Linked DNA regions of Pan troglodytes: region 1 is linked to region 2. A link is a contact called in public Hi-C data. All regions are on one chromosome and are shown on one strand. Each heading gives the region's core, a stretch centred on a gene start, on an enhancer-like site or on the middle of the called end of the contact. The rest is flanking DNA. Distances are from core to core; before and after follow the strand shown.

Region 1 (6,457 bases), core at 2,809-5,308, 480 kb after region 2:
ATGTGTCTGTTTCTATGTGAGCATTTGTAGGTAATGGTGAGGGTAGAAAGGGTGACTATGATTAGTAGCCCTTGAAAAATGCTATGCAGGCCAGGTGCTCGTTGGCTCACGCCTGTAATCCCAGGAGTTTGAGACCGACCTGGGCAATATAGTGAGACCCCTCTGCCCCATCTCTAAATAAAGAAAAAGAAAATGAAAAATGCTATGCAAAACTCAAACCAAACCAATGCCACAAAACAAAACAAAAACTCCCTCCCAAAAACCCCAAAACTGTGAAGAAGGAGCCTAAGAGGTAGAGATGACCAGCAGAAAGTTACATTCTGTGATCTTGGAAATGAGATCTTGGAGAATAGCAATAGACAGGTGAGAGCAGTGGTCAAGGCGGTGGGGCTGTGCAGGCCAGAGGGACACGGGGGTCTTTAAGTTTGCATTTCACTTCTGGCAAATGAGTGAGCTTCTTGAAGCCTTGGTGTCCTCATCTGTAAATGAGGATGACAGCACCTATCCTGTAAGGGTGGTGGAAAGATGGAATAAATAATGCAGGTAAAGCTCTTGGCACGGTGCCTGGCCTGCAGGAAGCTTTTGTTGTTATGCATGTTTTATAATCCTTTGGATCGCAGTCATTGGGTACTTGGTGTTCATTGTTTTGACTCGTGTTGTTCAAGCGCCTTGAATGTCCTCAAGGCAAAATTGACATCACCTTTGGTCCTTCCTAGGAAAATTAGGAGCAGGGTGGTGTTAGGGCCGTCACTGGACATTCCAGGTCTCCCACCCATAAGTGGAGAGGTGGAGTCTGCCTGCAAGACACATTGCTAGGGAAAGATGGGACATTTGGCTTAGTTTCAAACCAATATTTCCTTTATCCCCTTCCACAGAGAGGTGACAGGGATCCAGTTAGTGGCGAGTTGTGGAGCAGCAGAGACTGCAATGCGATGTTCTTTATGATTTTCCTATTTCTTTGGTTGGAATTGGGTTTTTACATCACATATTGTTTGATTATAAAAAAACAACAACACAGCCGGGCGTGGTGGCTCATGCCTGTAATCCCAGCACTTTGGGAGGCCGAGGCAGGCGGATCACCTGAGGTCAGGAGTTTGAGACCAGCCTGACCAACATGGTGAAACCCCGTCTGTACTAAAAATACAAAAATTAGCTGGACGCGGTGGCGGGCGCCTGTAATCCAAGCTATTCGGGAGGCTGAGGCAGGAGAATTGCTTGAACCCAGGAGGTGGAGGTTGCAGTGAGCCAAGATTGTGCCATTGCACTCCAGCCTGGGCAACAAGAGTGAAATTCTTTCTCAAAACAACAACGACAGCACTATGCTTGTGTTGGGGCAGTGGATAATGAGAAATCTCTGTACCTCCCACTCAAGTTTGCTGTGAACCTTAAACTGCTCTAAAAAAATAAAACGTATCGAAACAAAATAAAAAAACAAAAACAAACAGCTGCAAGAACTCTTGCACAGAGAGTCAAAAGAATGGCTTTTGACTAGCTACAGAAACATGGATAAAAAACATGCTGGCCAGGCGCAGTGGCCCATGCCTGTAATCCCAGCACTTTGGGAGGCCGAGGCGAGTGGATCACCTGAGGTCAGGAGTTCAAGACCGGCCTGGCCAACATGGTGAAACCCTGTCTCTACCAAAAATACAAAAATTAGCCGGGTGTGGTGGTGGGCGCCTGTCATCCCAGCTACTTGGGAGGCTAAGGCAGGAGAATCACTTGAACCTGGTTCAAGTGAAGCTGAAGAAGTTGCAGTGAGCTGAAATCACAACACTGCACTCCATCCAGTCTGGGAGAGAGAGTGAGACTCTGTCTCAAAGAAACAAACAAACAAACAAAAAAAACCGTGCTAAACACGTGGAGACCAACCACATTGCTGTCAGTAGGTAGTGAAGCACTTTCCTATAAATATTTCAGGACTCTTCTTTCTCTACTTAAAAAAGAAAGATTGCTTTGCATTTCAGACAACGGAAATGACTGGACAAGCCTTTAGGTCATGTGCAAGAAACTGAGAAAACCATTTTCCTTAAATGGAGATGGAGTTTGGCACAGTCTGAGGTTCAAGTTAGAGGCTGGGTCTTAATTTGCCTGCAACGCATCATTTATCATGCCTTTCGCAAGATCCCCGGCCCAAGACCATTCATTTCACCCCTACAATCTCAAGGTGTGTGCAGGGCACAATTCAGCTTTAAACTTTTCTGCTTTTACTTTTGGTTAGGCAGAACCTCCATCTGGTGGTATTTGAATATGAGTGTTTTCTGTGGCCCTTTTCAAAGTATTCAAAGTGGTTTAAAAATACATAATGTTCAGAGATCTAAGAGCTAATGGAAGTACTTATTTGGGCCTTTTAAAAATAAAAAAATCAATTAAACAGATTTGAAACTCTTAACTCTCACGTTGTCTTCAAAATAGATACTAAGATTAAAGAAAAAAGAAGGCTTGAAAATCATAGGACTACTTATCCACCCAGTCATAATGCTTTTAGTAGCTACAGTAGTAGCAAATAGCACAGTTTATAAAAACAGAAGAGCTAAAATTCTTTATTTAATATTAAACAGGAAACCGAAAGTAGTCTGCAGCAATGTGGTGGGTTTTCAGCAACCTGCTGCTGTGTTTATCTGTGCTGAAAAAGCCTAAATGAAACATTTCTTCTTTGATTGGCTTAAGATTGGAAGTTTGAAGGAAAATCCTTCAAACTGGAATCATGACCACTGGAAGCAGGTTCTGTATGGTAAGGTTTTGAAGCAACCTGTTTCCACCAGAACCAAAGGAAATTTGGAAGGAAATCAAAAACCTCTCAAAGAGTGGAAAAAGCTTTGTACTTTTATTTTGCCTTTGTGCATTGTTGTCATTTATCCAACATGTGCATATGAATATTCTTTCTGAAGACCTGGGCTTCATTTTAAGGTCAGCCTTCAATTTCTACAGAATATAATTTGCTGCTATTTTTAGAGCATCATGATTGCTTGTAATAACTAATGGAAAAAAACTCAGAGAAATAAATGTGTAACAGCTGTGTCTGCTTAAACTTGATTAAAGGCAGTAAAAAAAAGTAAACAGAAGAACGAATGTGACAATAGACAAGGGGGAGACAAGTATCTCTCTCATTGTGAAAACTTTTACAGGCATAACTTGTTCCACTTTGGAAGGCCAGCGATGTCTGTGTTTAAAGTTTACTTTACTGTTTGTCTTGAGTGGGATCAGTGTTGTAGTGAATAATTTATAGCCAGCATGAATGAGCTCATTAGTCACCTTTTCAGACTTTAAATGAGTTTTGTGGTTGTCATTACTCGAGCCTTCTGTTCAGCCGCGGAGCAAAATGACAGTTTGGCAGTTGTTGCTGGGGCCGCCTGTTCCCCTTCAGGTCTGTGTTGGCTTTTGTATTTCATTGAATCCTTCCCTGGCTAACCCTTCGCTGGTCCAGGCAGCAACTCTCCCACTTCACATGCCTTTTGCACCCCAAGTTTAAATGAGAAGTTTTTCAGGCTTAAAAAAAAAAAAATCAGTTGTGTCTGCCAGAGAGAATGGGGGAATGAGGTGGATGAAATGAGCTTTTTCCAGCAATTCCTGGGTATGATTCCCTTTGTGCTTGGTTTGATATTCAAGCTACTCAAAAGCAAAAAGCAAGCCGGTGCGTTGAGAGGCAGCGGAGCCAGGCTCCCACACGGTGCCAGGCGTTTTAGACCGAGGATGTCACTGGAATTTGGAGGGAGAAGGATGTTTCAGGGTAGGTTTGAACTGTTTCAATTCTGAATATCAGTGTGATGAGGGTAAAGAAACTTGCTACAGCAAATAAATCTGCGAGGCCAGATTTCCACGGACAAAGAAAACTGCATTGTTTCTACAAAGGGGTTGACAGCATGACTTTTCAAGGTCGCAGCCAACACGGAGGTCCAGGATCACTGGGAATGGTCATTACCTCTTCCCCATCTCTGTGCCTCCCAACTCCAAATCATTAAGAGAAAGCGAACTGTTGCAGCTGCCTCCTCACTGAGCCCTTGGAGACATGCCTGGGAGGCTGGTATGTGGGGAAGACAAGCCTAGGCATGCCAGTAGCAGGTGGGATTTCTTTGGAACGGATGTCATGAAGTTCATCCCTCCCATTGAACCTGGCCTGGGCAGCCTCCGGAGAGCTCTGCCATTCACTCCCTGGGACTGGCCTCCATCCAGAAGTCCCGGACACCGTGGCATGCCCACCTTGGTCCTCAGGTAGCCTCTGCAGGCACTCGTGGGGCGTGGAGGCCTGCGCAGGGTGCCTTGGCCAGGTGCTTGGACCCCTGCGCTGAGGTCTCTCTGACGTCTGCTGCGAGCAACAGGCACTCATGGCTGCCGTCACCAACGTGGGCAGCACCCCCTTCCGGGACCCATATTGTTAGACAGCTGGCCTGGCGCTGTGTGAGGCATAGAGGAAACATGTTCAGGATTCCTCTCTGGAAGCAATGCCAACTTAAAAAGGACGCCTGGTTGTTTGGGGGCCAAATCTTTGAAACCAGTCAGAATCACGTCTTTGAGTGCAGAGAAGTGAGGTGCTGTTGAACATACCCACAGAAAGAGCTAGCAATTCACCTGCCTGCTTCCTTTCCAGCCCCGACCCTTTTAAGATTGAGTACTCACATGCAGTCACGTCTCACAATTTCTGGACACCTTTTGCCTGCACCTCAACCTCAATATTAAAGGCACAAGATACACTATTTTGGGAAGGAGTGAGGATTTCAAAACAGAAAGGGTTGGTGAACTTGACTAGCCAATGAAAAGAGACTTCAGGTTTGGCTGTTGTAATAAGTGGAATAAATTGCTAATCTCCAAAAAAGAACTTTGTGCTGCAGGGAAATATGTTAGTAATCATTTAATCTATATTCTGTTTCTCAGGGAGTTCATCAAATTCGGAGCTCTTACTTTGTTTTAAAAAGACTATCGTAGAGAGAAGAATCAATTGTTTTCTTTCACACCCCTCTGAAAAAGTAAAACGAGAGAAGTTATTTCTTGGCGTGGATAAGACTTTGGCAGACTTAGCCACCGAAACCCACGAGACTATGGTACTTGGTGTACTCACTAAAGAGAGGAAAACAATAAAATCTCTTAAAAACTTTGGAGGAGGAAAATGTTGATGAGGCTACTTTTCTCTGACTGATCTGTAGAGTTAATAGGTGCCAGCTTGAGAGAGGGATAAAAAGGAGACTTTTTTTTTTCCTGTTAAGTGATCAATATTTTTTATTACCACTGTGCCATGTGCTATGAGCAGAAGAGAAAACAGAGTCCCTTGCCCCTCAAGGCACTTACACTCTGTTGGTGACGTTCAGTATCTAGTTGATTTATTTTTTTATTACAAAGATACACCATACTTTGTTGATTATGACATAGAAGTTGAACTTTGAGTTTTTGCAAGTAGTGCCTTTTCATTCAGTTAAAAAGTCCTGGCCGGGCACGGTGGCTCACTCCTGTAATCCCAGCACTTTGGAAGGCCGAGGCAGGTGGATCACGAGGTCTAGGAGCTGGAGACCAGCCTGGCCAAGATGGTGAAACCCCATCTCTACTAAGAATACAAAAAAAAAAAAAAAAAAAAAAAATTAGCCGGGCGCAGTGGTGGAGGCCTGTAATCCCACATACTTGGGATGCTGAGGCAGGAGAATCGCTTGAACCCAGGAGGCGGAGGTTGCAGTGAGCCAAGATCGCACCACTGCACTCTAGTCTGGGCAACAGAGCAAGACTCCATCTCAAAAAAAAAAAAAAAAAAAAGTCCCCTTTTCCTTCCTCCTCTTGTGTTTTTTTTCTTCTTTTTCTTTTTCTTTTTTTTTTTTGAGACAGAGGCTCACTCTGTCGACCAGGCTGGAGTGCAGTGGCACGATATCAGCTCACTGCAACCTCCACCTCCCTGGTTCAAGCATTTCTCCTGCCTCAGCCTCCCAAGTAACTGAGAGTACAGGAACCCACCACTGCGCCTGGCTAATTTTTGTATTTTTAGTAACAGGGTTTCACCATGTTGGCCAGGCTGGTCTTGAACTCCTGACCTCAAGTGATCCACCCGCCTCGGTTTCTCAAAGTGCTGGGATTACAGGCATGAGCCACTGCGCCCGGCCCTCCTCTTCTATTTCTTGGTCACAATTTTTTCTCCCTTGTGCCCCACTGGTCCTGTCCTTCATGTCCTAGGCCCCTGAGAGGTTCTCTAAGAAGCCAGATGTTCTGAAGCTTTCCCAAACTCACTGTGTGGGTTCAATTCCCAGCCCCATCATTTACCAGCTGTGTGTTATGAGCAAGTGGCCAAACTTCTCTGTGCCTCAGAATCTCTGTTGATAAAATGGGGATAATAATAGTACCTACTTCACATGATTAATGTGAGGCTGAAATGAGTGAATATTTTCAGAGCTTTAGAACACTGTCTGGCATCCAGTTAAGTGCTATTTCGGTGTTTGTTAAATGCAGTCAGTCCTCATCATTGGTAGTTTTTGTATTTGCGAAT
Region 2 (5,627 bases), core at 2,067-4,566:
TCTCTTTTTTTTTTTTTTTTTGAGACCAAGGTCTCACTCTGTGCCCAGGCTGGAGTGCAGTGGTGCGATCTCGGCTCACTGCAACCTCTACCTCCCAGATTCAAGCGATTCTCATACCTAAGCTTCCCAAGTAGCTGGGACTACAGGTGTGCACCACCATGCCCGAGTAATTTTTGTATTTTTAGTAGAGACGGGGTTTCACCGTGTTGGCCAGGCTAGTCTCCAACTCCTGGCCTCAAGTGATCCGCCTGCTTCATCCTCCCAAAGTGCTGGGATTACAGGCGTGAGCCACTGTACCCAGCCTTTCATAACTGTCTTTTAATTACTTATGCAGATTCTTTACGCTCAGTTTTTCCAGTTTGTAAAATGGAGATAATAACATCTTCCCCTCAGAGTTGGCGTAAACATCACCTGAGATAACGGATGTGCTGATTAAGTGCTCCTCACCCTGTCCTTTTCTAGTTTAAGCACAGACTCAGTTCTTTTTGAGCCTCCACCACATCCCATGCTCTTAGCCAGGGCCTTAGGACCGGAGTCCCTCCTTGGGTGTGATGATGCCTCATGCTGCGTTAATGAGAAGATGTTTCCAGGTTGTAAAGTTCCACAAGGATTTTGTAAAGAACTCACAAAAGAGATACTCATATTGTTAGCTATATGTGGTGTTCAGATATTTGCCCATCTACCCTGGGATGTTTCCATGTTGATCTGAATCTGCCTAAATGTTTAAGACTGGAGAAGGGAGCACAGGGTTGCTGACAGGTGTAGCAACAGTGTCCCCAACAGTTCATTCATCCATTTATTCCACAAACTTTTACTCAACATTATTATTGCTGGGTCTCCGGCATACAAAGATGAATTCCCAGAGAGCCTGAAGATGCTTCTGAGAGCTGCAGACTCAAGAAGCAGGATGTTTTCTGCTTGGCAGGAATTGATAAGCAGCCCTAATCTATGGAAGAGCAAGAAAGAGAAATTTAAATATTTTTAAAAATATTACTTTAAAAAGTTATAAGACTGTAAAGAAAATTTTAACTTTGAAAAACTCTGATAGTTGTATTAAGCTTTTGATAGCATCATGTTTGGAAGAATGAACAAATCAGAAGAAGCCTTCAGTGTGGTTGGTAAAGTCATAAAACACTGTTAATTAGGAGCTTTAGCCCAGTATAGAATTTTAAAATACAACTGTATAAGGTATATTTTTTTTAGGAATAGCACAACTAACATCTTTGATTAGATTCGATTGAAAGATTCAGACCCTTAAGATTTAGAGATTACGGAATCATAGAACTGGATAGTGGCTGGGACTTCAGGAATCACATATGCCATCTCCCTTATTTTCTAGCTAAGAAAATGGAAGTCAAACAAACGTATGTGACTCACCCAAGGTTACATAGACCTGGATCAAAACTCAGGTCTCCATGCCAAGACATTATTTTTCCATCCTAACTCCTATACAATGAGCCATTTTCAGTAGATAAATATATACTTGTCCCATCTCAATAAACTTTCATGCTAAATATGGAGTATCATGTCCGCCCCGTTACCAAAATGAAAACTTTGGCCGTACCTTCGGCAGTTAATTAAGGTGCTCCTACTTCCCTCTCAGAGCTGAGCTGAGGGGAGGCAGGGCACACCAGGCCTGTCATGTGCAGTTCTCAGCCAGAGCCAATGAGTTCCCCACAGAAGCAGGCAGCGTTTTCATTCACGCCTGCCTTGCCTGCTTCTCGTTTCTTGCTAGATGAATGGCATCATATGCCGCAGGTGTATTAGTAATTTCTGAGTTTGTTCCCCACTAAAAATGACCTCATTGTTTTGTGCTTCTTTTCCATAATTATACAGTAACAGGAAAATAAACCAGCTCTGAGTACAGCCCACAGCAGAAATCTTGTGCTCTTTATGCAAGTTTGATTTATAGACGTGTACTGCAGAGCAGAGTGACTATGAAACATTCATCTTCCCATTGCTAGTTGCCATGGAAATCGAGTACACAGAGCAGTGTCATTCCAGTCCTGGTGATGCCTGCAGTAGTTTATTCCTTTGTTGTTCCCGTTTCTTAAGCAACTGCCTAGCATTCTTTCATCATTACAATTAATCATGCACACAAGTTTTTATCTTTCGTCGCGCATAGAAAGTACTAAAACGTATGACAAAAACAGGGAGAATTTAAATATTCCTATGGCTTTAAATATGCATTTGTAATTTTCATCCTCAGTCCCACTGGAAAAATAGGTCATGTAAAAAAAGCATATATTAATGTACAGATATTTCAATAGAGCAGTATAGAAATTTGAAGGAAAAACAATGCTAACTAAGCCCAGGAAGCCCAGGAAACCTTAAGGAACTTCAGATCCTGAGGGCCCCCCAGTGTTTAGATCTAAATCAGCCTGGGTAATGCCAACTAAAAAAGAAAAAAAAAGCCCCTGAGCTATGTATCATCAACTCCTGTTTTGATTTGTTAGTCTCCTTAACGGTTTGAACAACCTAGATATTTGCTGGATAGACATGCTAGACGTTAGAATAGAGATCCTTTTTCTCTTTAAAGGCCAATAAAGTTCAGGATATTTTTTTTTAAGTGGGAGTAAAAGGAATTCTAGTTTTTTCTTTTTTCAATGAAACCATTTTACCTCAGTTTTAACCCACATAGTTCATAGTGTATAGCATACCAACAATGAATAAATGCTTGTTGATTAGCCACTGCCTTCTTTTGTGGACTTCTGGCCATTCTGTTGGCTAAGAAAGCGTGTTCTAGAACAATTCTCTGGATCTAAATCCCTGCTGCATTGCTTATTAGCTGTGAGACCTTTGAAAAGTATCTCAGCTTGCCTTAGTTTCCCCATCTGTAGAGGGAACAGCTATAAAATTAAGATAATGACAGGTTGTTAGGAGGCTTAACAGGGATAATTCATGCAAATTGCTCAGCCCTGTGCCTGGCACAGGACACGTGCTCTGTCAGTGGGGACTGCTGCCGTGGCAGTGGTGGTTTCTATTGCCATGACTACTACAGGCCACAACTGAATGGAGAACTGTGCTCTGACCTAGAGAATAATACTTGGTTGATCTACAGCAATTCTAGCCCCAAAGCCGCAGGACTCTGTTCCCAGCATCCAGGCTCACACAATGATTGCTGGTGCTTTGTTGTGCTTGGGCTACGTGGACTTGTTTCATCTCAAGACTGTGGATACTAGGATGGTGGCTGAGAAGTATTTACAGGGGTCTTTTTATCTGCAAATTGAGAAGAGAAGGCTGCTACAGGCAGTCCTTGAAGATGCAAATTTCTCATCTTTGACCTGGATTTGTTTCTTACAAGGAGCTGTGTGCGGAGCACGTTGGGAGGGAGTGGGCTGCCTTTACTTGTCTTGAGGAAGGTTCTCGTGTTTGTCTGCATAGTCTGAAATAACGTCTGACCTACTGCCTCTCCACCCCCAAACCCCCCTTGTCACTCGGCAGTGCCTGCAGCATTCCTTCAGCCTTTCTGGAATTGAAGTTTTCCTAACTGGTGGCAGAAGCATTCTTTGTTGAAATTCACTCTCCTTGGCAGTTCTCCAGGGCACACGGCAATGCCTATTTATTTGATTTAGCCTTTGTTTGGTTAGCCTTGTATTTTGTCTGTTTTGCTTTGCGAAGTTCTTTTTTCCCCAAATTTTCATGTTTAAATCCCTTGGACTTCACTTCTATTTATTTTACTAGCTTGCTTTAAAATACTGCTAAAAGTTGTTTGCTTTAAGCTCTCACAAAATGAGTAGTCTTGGATTCATTTGTCTGTTTTCCCCAAGCCTGATCCATAGTGTGTGTACTAGGTGCACCTTTGTTAATTATTAAAACAAAATAGACTTTATAGTTTGTACTTTGTACATCCGAATATTATACTACATTGTCTCTAGTTCTCTTTATTTAGCTCTTTGTTTTTTTACCCTGTCCTCCAATCATTAGGCTCATGTTAATTCTAAAGAGATAGAAGTAGCTTAACTTTTCTGAATCTTTTTGTTCTCCCTCCTCTGCCATTCTTCCTGCTTCTTCCCACAATATAAAAACCCGTCCGACTCTCCTGTCTTCCGAGTGAAGCTGGCAACACTCCAAGTGACATGAGTACCCTAAGACACCCATTTTTTGGTAAGTAAACATTCAGTGACGAAACTTAGACCTTCTCTAGACATTTTTATGTATGTATGTATGTATGTATGTATGTATGTATGTATTTGAGACAGATTCTCACTCTGTTGCCCAGGCTGGAGTGCAGTGACACAGTCTCTGCTCACTGCAGTCTCCGCCTCCTGGTTCGAGTGATTCTCATGCCTCAACCTCTCGAGTAGCTAGGATTACGGGTGCCCGCCATCACACCCAGCAAATTTTTGTATTTTTAGTAGAGATAGGGTTTCACCATGTTGGCCAGGCTGGTCTCGAACTCCTGGCCTTAAGTGATCTGCCTGCCTCGGCCTCCCAAAGTGCTGGGATTACAGGCGTGAGCCACTGCACCCGGTCACTAGACATTTTAAATCCTCTCAAGACCCCTGATTGTATGTGTGGCCTTCACCTCACACTTAACGTGGCCAAAATGCACTCCTGCCTTCTCTTTGTCCCCTAATCACTGTAAGAGAGATCTTTCCCTGTGCTCTTTTATTCTCAGGCTTATATCTTTCTTTGTTTTGGAAACACATATTTGTTAGAATCTTCTGCATTGCAGATACTGGGATTGTATGAAAATGAACAAGATAGAAACTGCTCTGCCCTTTAGGAGCTTAGAGTCTAGTCGAGGATGTAGGTGGTTAGAATCCAAGATGGTTAATCCTGAAAGATGACTACAAAGTACTATGGAGAAGAAGAACGCTTGCTGCAGACTGGGGAGGGGGCACCAAGGCTGACATCAGAGAAGTGATAGCCAGCGTGAGACCTGGAGGATGGTCTCCATTTGCCTGACTTCGCCTTAGCCAGGCAAGGAGAGAGGGCATATTCTAGACAGAGTGCATCTGCAGAGGTCAGCGGGAGAGCATGAATAACAGAGTTGTTACGCATAGTTAGCCTACTATCAAATACACCTATTTTTTTCAGTGGGTGGGTGGAACGAGAGATGAATGCAGAGTGATGAGACTGGAGAGATAGGCAGTGCCAGGTGATGAGGGTCTTGTAAGAGTTCAGACTTTATCCTGAGGATACCGGGAAGCCATCGAAATGTAGGGAAGTGAGGTGATCAGACATTTTTTGTTTTGTTTTGTTTTTTGAGACAGAGTCTTGCCCTGTCGCCCAGGCTGAAGTGCAATGGCGCGATCTCAGCTCACTGCAACGTCCGCCCCCTGGCTTCAAGCGATTCTCCCTGCCTCAGCCTCCCAAGTAGCTGTGATTACAGGTGCGTGCCACCACGCCCAGCTAATTTTTCGTATTTTTAGTAGAGACGAGGTTTTGCCACATTGGCCAGGCTGGTCTCAAACTCCTCACCACAGGTGATCCGCCCACCTTGGCCTCCCAAAGTGCTGGGATTACAGGCGTGAGTCATCATGCCCAGCCGATGTGATCAGACTTACATGATCTCTCCTAGTGTAGTGTGGAGAATGGATTAAAATGTGGCAAGAATAGCCTCTATTTGGGCTGTTCCTAGGGACCATTTTCCCAACTCAGCCTTCTCTTTAACTCCACAG

The links. Hi-C and Micro-C count contacts between places; a contact is called where the count stands out from the background.
Region 1: a contact with region 2 is called in a Hi-C map of stem cell-derived neural progenitor cells, with 5 times the contacts expected there. The contact joins two enhancer-like sites. A contact is called at or near these places in 1 of 7 Hi-C or Micro-C datasets (stem cell-derived neural progenitor cells), 1 of 1 datasets of contacts at active chromatin or transcription factors (stem cell-derived excitatory neurons) and 1 of 1 other capture datasets (stem cell-derived neural stem cells).

The regions. Positions count from the first base shown.
Region 1 is chr15:87,434,067-87,440,523 of NHGRI_mPanTro3-v2.0_pri, reverse strand. All of the region lies in intron 2 of FOXN3 (forkhead box N3), which reads left to right. Among named protein-coding and RNA genes, the nearest start is that of FOXN3, 190 kb to the left of the region's middle. Within about 2 kb of position 4,058, at least 14 of the 24 cell types and tissues checked have an H3K27ac peak or open chromatin away from gene starts, as enhancers often do. A contact at or near this core is called in stem cell-derived neural progenitor cells and stem cell-derived neural stem cells, where this site is marked.
Region 2 is chr15:87,917,535-87,923,161 of NHGRI_mPanTro3-v2.0_pri, reverse strand. The region is part of intron 5 of EFCAB11 (EF-hand calcium binding domain 11); the gene reads left to right. Among named protein-coding and RNA genes, the nearest start is that of EFCAB11, 39 kb to the left of the region's middle. Within about 2 kb of position 3,316, at least 13 of the 24 cell types and tissues checked have an H3K27ac peak or open chromatin away from gene starts, as enhancers often do. A contact at or near this core is called in stem cell-derived neural progenitor cells and stem cell-derived neural stem cells, where this site is marked.